Linked DNA regions of Zea mays: region 1 is linked to region 2. A link is a contact called in public Hi-C data. All regions are on one chromosome and are shown on one strand. Each heading gives the region's core, a stretch centred on a gene start, on an enhancer-like site or on the middle of the called end of the contact. The rest is flanking DNA. Distances are from core to core; before and after follow the strand shown. Region 1 holds the start of LOC100286052 (TBC1 domain family member 22A). Region 2 holds the start of LOC100381480.

What was found. A called contact is a pair of places that touch in the nucleus more often than the background predicts.
Region 1: a contact with region 2 is called in a Hi-C map of ear, with 2.2 times the contacts expected there. The contact joins the promoter of LOC100286052 here to the promoter of LOC100381480 in region 2. A contact is called at or near these places in 2 of 25 Hi-C or Micro-C datasets (ear and tassel).

The regions. Positions count from the first base shown.
Region 1 is chr4:176,512,978-176,517,168 of Zm-B73-REFERENCE-NAM-5.0, forward strand. LOC100286052 (TBC1 domain family member 22A) reads left to right here and starts at 1,460. Exons shown (of 11, transcript NM_001158940.1): 1 at 1,460-1,750; 2 at 1,847-2,046; 3 at 2,396-2,531; 4 at 2,621-2,804; 5 at 3,265-3,335; 6 at 3,421-3,558; 7 at 3,662-3,753. The coding sequence starts at 1,973.
Region 2 is chr4:176,196,300-176,200,144 of Zm-B73-REFERENCE-NAM-5.0, forward strand. It overlaps LOC100381480, which reads right to left and starts at 2,273. Exons shown (of 2, transcript NM_001174316.1): 1 at 1,953-2,273; 2 at 1,321-1,875. The coding sequence starts at 2,075. The coding sequence ends at 1,468.

The DNA of each region.
Region 1 (4,191 bases), core at 210-2,709, 320 kb after region 2:
GAGCCGACACGTGTCCGGGCCATACCATGTACACTTCCGCTCCCCGCTCAAGCGGAGGCCCGATGCTGCCACGTGGCATATCGCCCGTGACGTAAGCCAGCGGGCGGAGCCTGACGTAAGGCCTCTGGGCCGCGCGGTCTTTGCATTTATTGCGGAGAAGACGCGCCGCCTGACTATTCCGCTGACAGGTGATGTGCCGCCTCAGCATTTAATGTGTCCTGTCCAATCCGCTGGCAGGTGGCGTCCAGGCCATCCTGCAAGCGGCGTGTCTGTCTAGTCCATTGCTAAACAGTACGCCCGTGCTGCGAGGAGCACTGTGACCATCATCATTCGTACATTGCCAAGAGAGGCTTCCCCTGCACGCCAAAGCTATGCAGATCGCGGATATTAGGGCGCAAGGAGACTACTCCAGCAACGAACATCAGTTGCTCCAAGTATTACATTCGTTATATCCGTTATGTCTCTGAGCCCGCATGTCGGGGCTCAGCACCCTTGTACGTGCCCCCCTTCAACTATAAAAGGGGAGGCACGCAACGTTACAACACAGGCTAGAACGGGCTGAAACGGACTCAGACCCAGCATAGACTCTAGCTCTCTCAAGCACACTTAGACTCACAAGTTCATACAAGTTCAATACATCACGCAGTGGAGTAGGGTGTTACGCTCCGGCGGCCCGAACCACCCTAAATTCTTGTGTGTTCTTGTGTTCTCCCCATTTTCCAACTAACAAGCAAAACGTTTAGGCCCCTCCTCATCTTAGGATTTAGAGCGGGTGCATTTCGCCACCCGGTCAGAGAATTTTCTCTCCGACAGTTTCAAAATTATTAAACAATATTATTAAATTAGGTCTCTCGCATATAAATTGTAGGGACTAAAGTTTAGGTGAAAGTAATCAGACACCCCCTTCTGTCTAGTAGACGAGGCGAATGCAAATTCAGCTTTTTTTTGCATCCTTATGCAAAACACACTCCTTTGTAGACCCTCACACAGGGGTGGTAATAAATTACGATCTAAATGTTCTTTCACAAAAAGTTAGTACCCTTAAATAATTTTAGTTAAAAAATAAATAGGAATATAGTCTGATACTAATCTGATTTGATCCTTAAAGTTTGTAGTATAAAATATTGAGTTCATTACCACCTCTACTCTCACATCCACCACTTAGAAACCCACAAAAATAGAAGAAAAACAAATTGCTAAGACGTTAAGTTGCATATTTCGATCTGTTTTTTAGGCCTACGGGTGGTATATGTGAGGAACTATGCGTTTGTATCCGGCATGTATATAATTTTTTTTTCGCAAATTCGTTACAAGAGCCAGTTTTCTAATAAAAAAAGAAAATGGAAGTTAGGAAAGAAGAAAGCATGCACATCAAACATCATGAACTAGAGAGGCGTAAACTATGACGTACGCTTTCATTACTACGATGTGAAATCTCCTTGCAAGCGCTTTCAGTTGCGTTCTCGCTTCTCTTCTCGTGGATCCCCAAATCCTCTCCGGCCACCGGCATCGCTCCTCTCCCGCCCGCCGACGCCGACCGCTCCTATCCACGCCACCGCGTCGGTGCTCGAGTTGCCTCAGAGAGGGAGAGAGAGAGAGAGAGAGGGAGGGAGGGAGGGAGGGAGGGAACGGCGCTCACGCTGTTCCGATTCGAACGAGCTCGCCCGGCGATTTTTTTTTTTCCTGGAACGGGCTGGCTCCGAATCTCGGCGAAGTGTGGGGAGCGGCTCCACCCTCCAACCAAGCACCGGTACGAACGGGATTGCTCCACCCCGTCACCCCTCATCCCTCCATTCCAACCAGGCGCATCCTTAGATCGGTGACCGAACCGCTTGCCTCGCAGCAGGATCAACCAGAAGGCGGGCGCGCGGGCGGCAGGCGGCGGTGCTGAGAACACGGGTGGCACTGTCTGGACGGACGCTGCGGATCTCGGCGATTCTTCGCGGCCTGCGTCAAGGGCGGATCGGCAGCGATGAGCGGCGGCGGCGGCGGGAGCCCCAATAACACGGAGTGGCGCTTCAACCAGACCCTCCGCAACGTGCAAGGGTAAGCAGGCCGGCCTTTCCTTCCTCGCGCGAGGCGTTCCCTCCGCTTCGGTCCGATTGCCCCGAGATGAGACGGGCCGTCGATGCGGCCACACCTTTGCGTATCATCAGACTGTCGGTGCACCAGAGCACAGTTCCTGGGTTGCAATTCACCAAGAAATGCTTTGATATGGTTCTCTTTACCTGTTGTCATCCGAAAATAACCAAACTGCACTTCTATAACCTGCATCCTTGCTAGTTTTGTCGTTGTCTCTATCTGGATCTCAACGCGTTGTTCTAGGCATCGTATGCACTACCTGCTCGAAACCTTAACGAATGACCGCCGGTCGCTTCCTTTTCCAAATTATCAGAATGCTTAAAGGACGCAGCTTTCCTGGGAAGGTTTTGCTAACCCGGCGATCCGAGCCTCTCTCCCCTCCTGATTATTCTCCAAGCTTTGAGAGCGAGCACGATGAAGATGAGCGCAAGGAGGGTTCTCGTCAGGAGGTGATATGCTATTAGTTTTGATTACTTTTGGCACGTAGAGAAGATGTATTGGGACTGATGGAGCGTGTTTTAACTGTCACACTGTGCAGGGAGAAGGTCAAGCATCTGGAAACTCATTTGACAATGCAAGTTCAAAGAAATCAAATATTCTGTCAACAAGTAGTTCAAATTCATTGCCAGATGCTCAGGGGCTAGTTTCTGGGGCTAGAGCTACTGATTCTGCAAGAATTGCTAAATTCACAACGGAACTATCTAGGCCAGCTGTTATATTAGGTATTGTGGATTATTCTTTGTAGTGTATCATTTGGAGTTCATCATCAAATTTGCCTGAAGTAGTTTGATCTCAGAAGTAAACATTACGTTAATATTCTTATATTAAACATGGCTGATTGTCTCTAAAGTACAATTTTCTATTTGGATGCTTTTGGATTGTTTTGGTCTGTAAGTCAAACACCACATGTAGTTAAAATTATGTGCAGATGATAATCTGACAAGTGGCAAGTGCTTATGGAATCTATGTTTTCCACTTCTATTTATCAATTGAGCTTGCTTTTGTTGATCCTAAAAGATTATTTCAGATACAAGGAAAACCGGTGATTTTAGTGTATCAAGTGCAATTGTAAACATTGATTTGTATCTCAGTTCAGAGTTGATAAATCGTCAATATTTAAATTTTTTATTCAAGGTTACCTATAATTTAGTTGACATCTACTGTGTATCCTCTATTCTGTAGACAAATTGCGTGAACTATCTTGGAGTGGTGTGCCTCCATATATGCGACCTAATGTATGGCGGCTTCTTTTGGTGAGTAGTTGAGAAGGTGTAAAGATCATATAGCTTATTTTGAATTTGCCGTTTCTATATTTGAATTTAATATAGCTGGCTACAGGGATATGCACCGCCTAATAAAGATAGACGAGAAGGTGTTCTAACAAGGAAAAGGCTGGAGTACGTGGAATGTGTTTCTCAATACTATGATATTCCAGATAGTGAACGCTCAGATGAAGAAATTACCATGCTTCGCCAGGTAACCTTTTTGACCTGTAACTTGGTGACTCGTCCTCTCTACCTATTTTTTTCTTGAAATGAATCATCTTACACCTTTTTTACTTGTACATCTTGTTCTGCAGATTGCAGTTGATTGCCCAAGAACCGTACCTGATGTTACATTTTTTCAGAATCATCAGATTCAGAAATCTCTTGAACGCATTTTGTATACATGGTAAGGTGTTGAACTTGGCTGCCTAGTTTTCTTTCTGTGGGATCATCAACATAAAAGCATGTCCCTTTTCCCATTTTGATGCATATTTTCCTGCAGTTAACCTTCTGTGTGCAATTATGCTTGTTGTCCCTGTGTTTTAGTGTTATGTGGGAAAACTTGGTTGGATGGAATTTTTGCACCAAACATACTCTTGCATTCATTACTTAAGTAGTAAGATACTTTGTCATAGATGGAGCCTTCTTTGCCATATGACGTATTATTGTATGAATCACAACACAGAACACTTTCCCCTTCTCTCCCCTCCAACACGTAGGAGATCTTTGTATCAATAAATTAATTAAGGTATAGGAAAACAGGATAAAGTTTATTTGTTTTCTTTGATATATATTCTCTATTTCACCCACATGTAGACCAGTTCTGTTAGCGCTAACGTGACCT
Region 2 (3,845 bases), core at 1,023-3,522:
CCATCAAATCAAACGGGGACTAAGATTATGTGCCATGATGCGTACTGTGAGGAGTAATATTCTGTCACAATATTCTTTTGAAGCTCGTGCATGCCTCGCAAGATTCTGAGTTCTTTTATCTCTTCCTCGTTCATTTCTCTTTTGCAACATGTACAGTGTGAGCAGTAGTCTAGATTCAGTGTATATAGTAGTAGCAGGAGTAGTAAGTAATGCATCCGCAGATCGACGAGAGACAACAGCTAGCTAGCAGGGCCCGGCCGGGGTGTCCTTAAAACACGCTCTGATCTGGACCAAGCTACTGCATGCATGCAGCGTAGTACTACGTACAGTACAGTTGGTATAGCTGCTACTGGGTGTAGTGTAGTGTAGCTGCTTTTATTTCCATTCCATCCGCCATCGCTTGTTGCACTACTACTGCTCATATATTTCCGGTTCAACACAGTGACGACGTACAGTACAGCCCATGTTTCGACGAGGAGACGTGCATGCGTGACCACGAACGAACGAGTAGCGGATCGATCGACCCCAATCATCCATGCATCATGCGTCACCACGAACGTACGCAGCCGCCTGCTACTCATCCCTGATTCAGTCGCCACCTTCTGAAAACCCCACGCTAGCTACTTCTTTCCCCGCGTACGTGTTCGATCGAAACCCATGATTCAACACTGTCACCCAATAATCTATATATGTTCATCATCATGCGGAATACTGAGAATTTTTAGTCAATGTTTTCACTAAATTTCATGTAAACCATGTTTTTTTGTACAATTGCTGATGATCTATTATTTATGTATTACCAAGGAAAAAGTTATATACATCGAATCACATTTTACGCTTGAAATGTGCAGTATCATTTATGATATAAGCTTCTTGTAACTACTGAAAAGTATCATTTATATATGATATAAGTCGATAGTATTTTTGCCAACAATTGACAAATATATGCACATTCTAAGTCATTAACCAATCTTGTGTATGTTTTTAGGTACTGGTACAATGTTTTTTTATGAGTTATACATATGATTTTTATGGCATATATAATTTTAAAGTTCAACCAATGATTGTTTTTATTGAATTGTTTCACCCGATTCCAATATAAAATTATAACGATTAACAAACAATTTTACGATTCACACCAGCATAGCTTACACGTATCCACAACAACATCCGCTAATTGTAACTACCATAAAAAGATCTCCTAAATCTATGCGCTTGCACGATCTGCCGATCTGGGAGAACTGACGTGGTTGGGGGACCGTGGGAGCGCACATGCCGTCTAGGCACTCGTGGGAGGAATCGGTGCAACCGGGACTCTTTCGAGAATTCTAAGTGTTAAATTACACAATCATATGTATAATCTGATGCAGACAACCTTAGTATACTCTAATTTTCATATGGATCGAGGTTGTCTGCCGCCTGCGACTGCGACTGCGAGGATACGATGGAAGTTAATGCGATCAACTGTCACATACGTGCGCACTGGTGGTACGATGTGAGACGTTGCAACGGCAGCTGCGCGGTCGATACGTCCTGGTACAAGTTGAAGATAATCAACTCTGCGACTCCCTTCTCTGAGAGCAAATCCATCCAGCAGCCCAGCGTGTCCACGTCGGGCGAGAGCGACGAATGGAGGCGGAACGAAGATACTGGGCCCGGATGGTGGCCAAGGATCCTCGTCATAGCTTCCACTAGGTCCCATGGCTGCTCGGGTTCATGTGGAGGCCAGCCAACCCTGACTGTGATGAGTCCCTCGTCGTGGAGGACCAATGGGGCACTCTCCCAGGCGGTGTCCCGCGGAGCAACGGCACGCCGGTAGACGAAGAGGTCAAGCATTAAGGGGTCGTACTCCCCGTCAATCTTGGAGCCCGGCAGCTAGACCACTGCCGTTCGCCGGTAAAAATTACACAGGCTTAGAGCTTTTCAAACAAAATTTATCATGTAATTCGTACCTGCGAGAGGGCTTCCGCACAAAGGTGCTCGCGGTTCTTTCTGTCAGATTCTCTGTCTCTGCCTTCCACGGCGACCGTCTGCGCGACGGGAGATTCCTTGCAGCTGCCCTCCGTCGTCTCCATCGTAGCTTCTAACCATGGATGGAGGGATGTGGAGGCCGCCGCCTGCGCTGAGCCCTTGATGCCGACGCCGCTCTCCGCCGCATCAAGGAGGTGCGCTGAGCCCTTCTCGCCAGCGCTGCTCTCCGCCTCGTCAAGGAGGTGCGCTAAGCTAGCCCTTCTTGCAAACGGTGGAAGGAGATAGAAGATCAGAATATTGCGAGGAAGGAAATGCCGAGACTAGAGATTTTGCACCGACTCCATGTAGGCTGCTGCATTATATACTGGAAATTTAAGTCGGTTGGCAATAATAAAATAAAAAGACAATTTTGTGGATTCAAACTCTATTTTCATTTCTGTTATTATTTGAATTTTGCATTATTGCTTCTTTTTGCATAGAGATTTTTATACTTCTCCCATTAGTTTGGGCACTTTGCTCAGATCTATCATTTCTTTTTTTTTCTCTGCCCAGGAGCTTTAATATTTATAAAATTAAAAATAGAAAATGAATTATATTTAAATTCTAGGTTAGTACTTGACACAAATATGAACTATGAACTTGGTATGGATTTCTGTTGCTTTCTCAAGCATTTTGCACACTTGAAAAAGATTTTTGACAAGTTTCATAATCCCTATTTGATAGTATTAGCGCCCCTACATATGTGTTAGATGTTTGGATTGAGTTATACAATTATTTTGATCCAGTCTCTAAGCTTATACGATTATGCTTTTATATTTAAATTATAATGATGCGTGAATATTTTATGAGAACAAAAATACCTGATCCAACCATCCATCAAGGATTCAACGTCCATGATCAACCCACAAGGACCCCTCTCACTAGTAGCTGCTCACAAAGTAAAGCTACTCTGCTACTGTTCCTAGCAAATTGATGGGATGACCAAACAAAGTTGTTGGACAGCATTTTGAGGGGATAGCATATATTTTTTTAAATTGTATGTAATAAACAAAATGAAAGAATACACCCCATTGCAACAATAATTTGTATTCTTCATATGGACTTACCTCCTTTGTTGAGGTCGACATGTCTGTCGGTTCCCATTGGTGTCTTTGCGGGCTTGGCGTCCTTCATCCCAAACCGCTTGAGAAGATCTTGAGTGTACTTTGTTTGGGAGATGAAGGTGCCGTCCTTGAGTTGCTTCACTTGGAACCCAAGGAAGTAGTTCAACTCACCCATCAACGACATCTCAAACTTTTGGGTCATCACCCTGCTAAACTCCTCACAAGACTTTTGGTTAGTAGAACCAAATATTATGTCATCGACATAAATTTGGCATACAAAAAGGTCACCGTCACAAGTCTTAGTGAAAAGAGTGGGATTGGCTTTCCCAACCTTGAAAGCATTAGCGATTAAGAAATCTCTAAGGCATTCATACCATGCTCTTGGGGCTTGCTTAAGTCCATAGAGCACCTTAGAGAGCTTAAAAACGTGGTCGGGATACCTGTCATCCTCAAAGCCAGGAGTTGTTCCACGTACACCTCCTCCTTGATTGGCCCGTTTTGAGGAAAGCGCTCTTCACATCCATTTGAAACAACCTGAAAGAATGGTGAGCAGCATAGGCTAATAGAATGCGAATAGACTCTAGCCTAGCCACAGGAGCAAAAGTCTCCTCGAAATCCAAACCGGCGACTTGGGCATAACCTTTTGCCACAAGTCGAGCCTTGTTTCTTGTCACCACCCCGTGCTCGTCTTGCTTATTGCAGAACACCCACTCGGTTCCCACAACGTTTTGCTTTGGACGTGGCACCAGGCTCCAAACTTCGTTTCTCTTG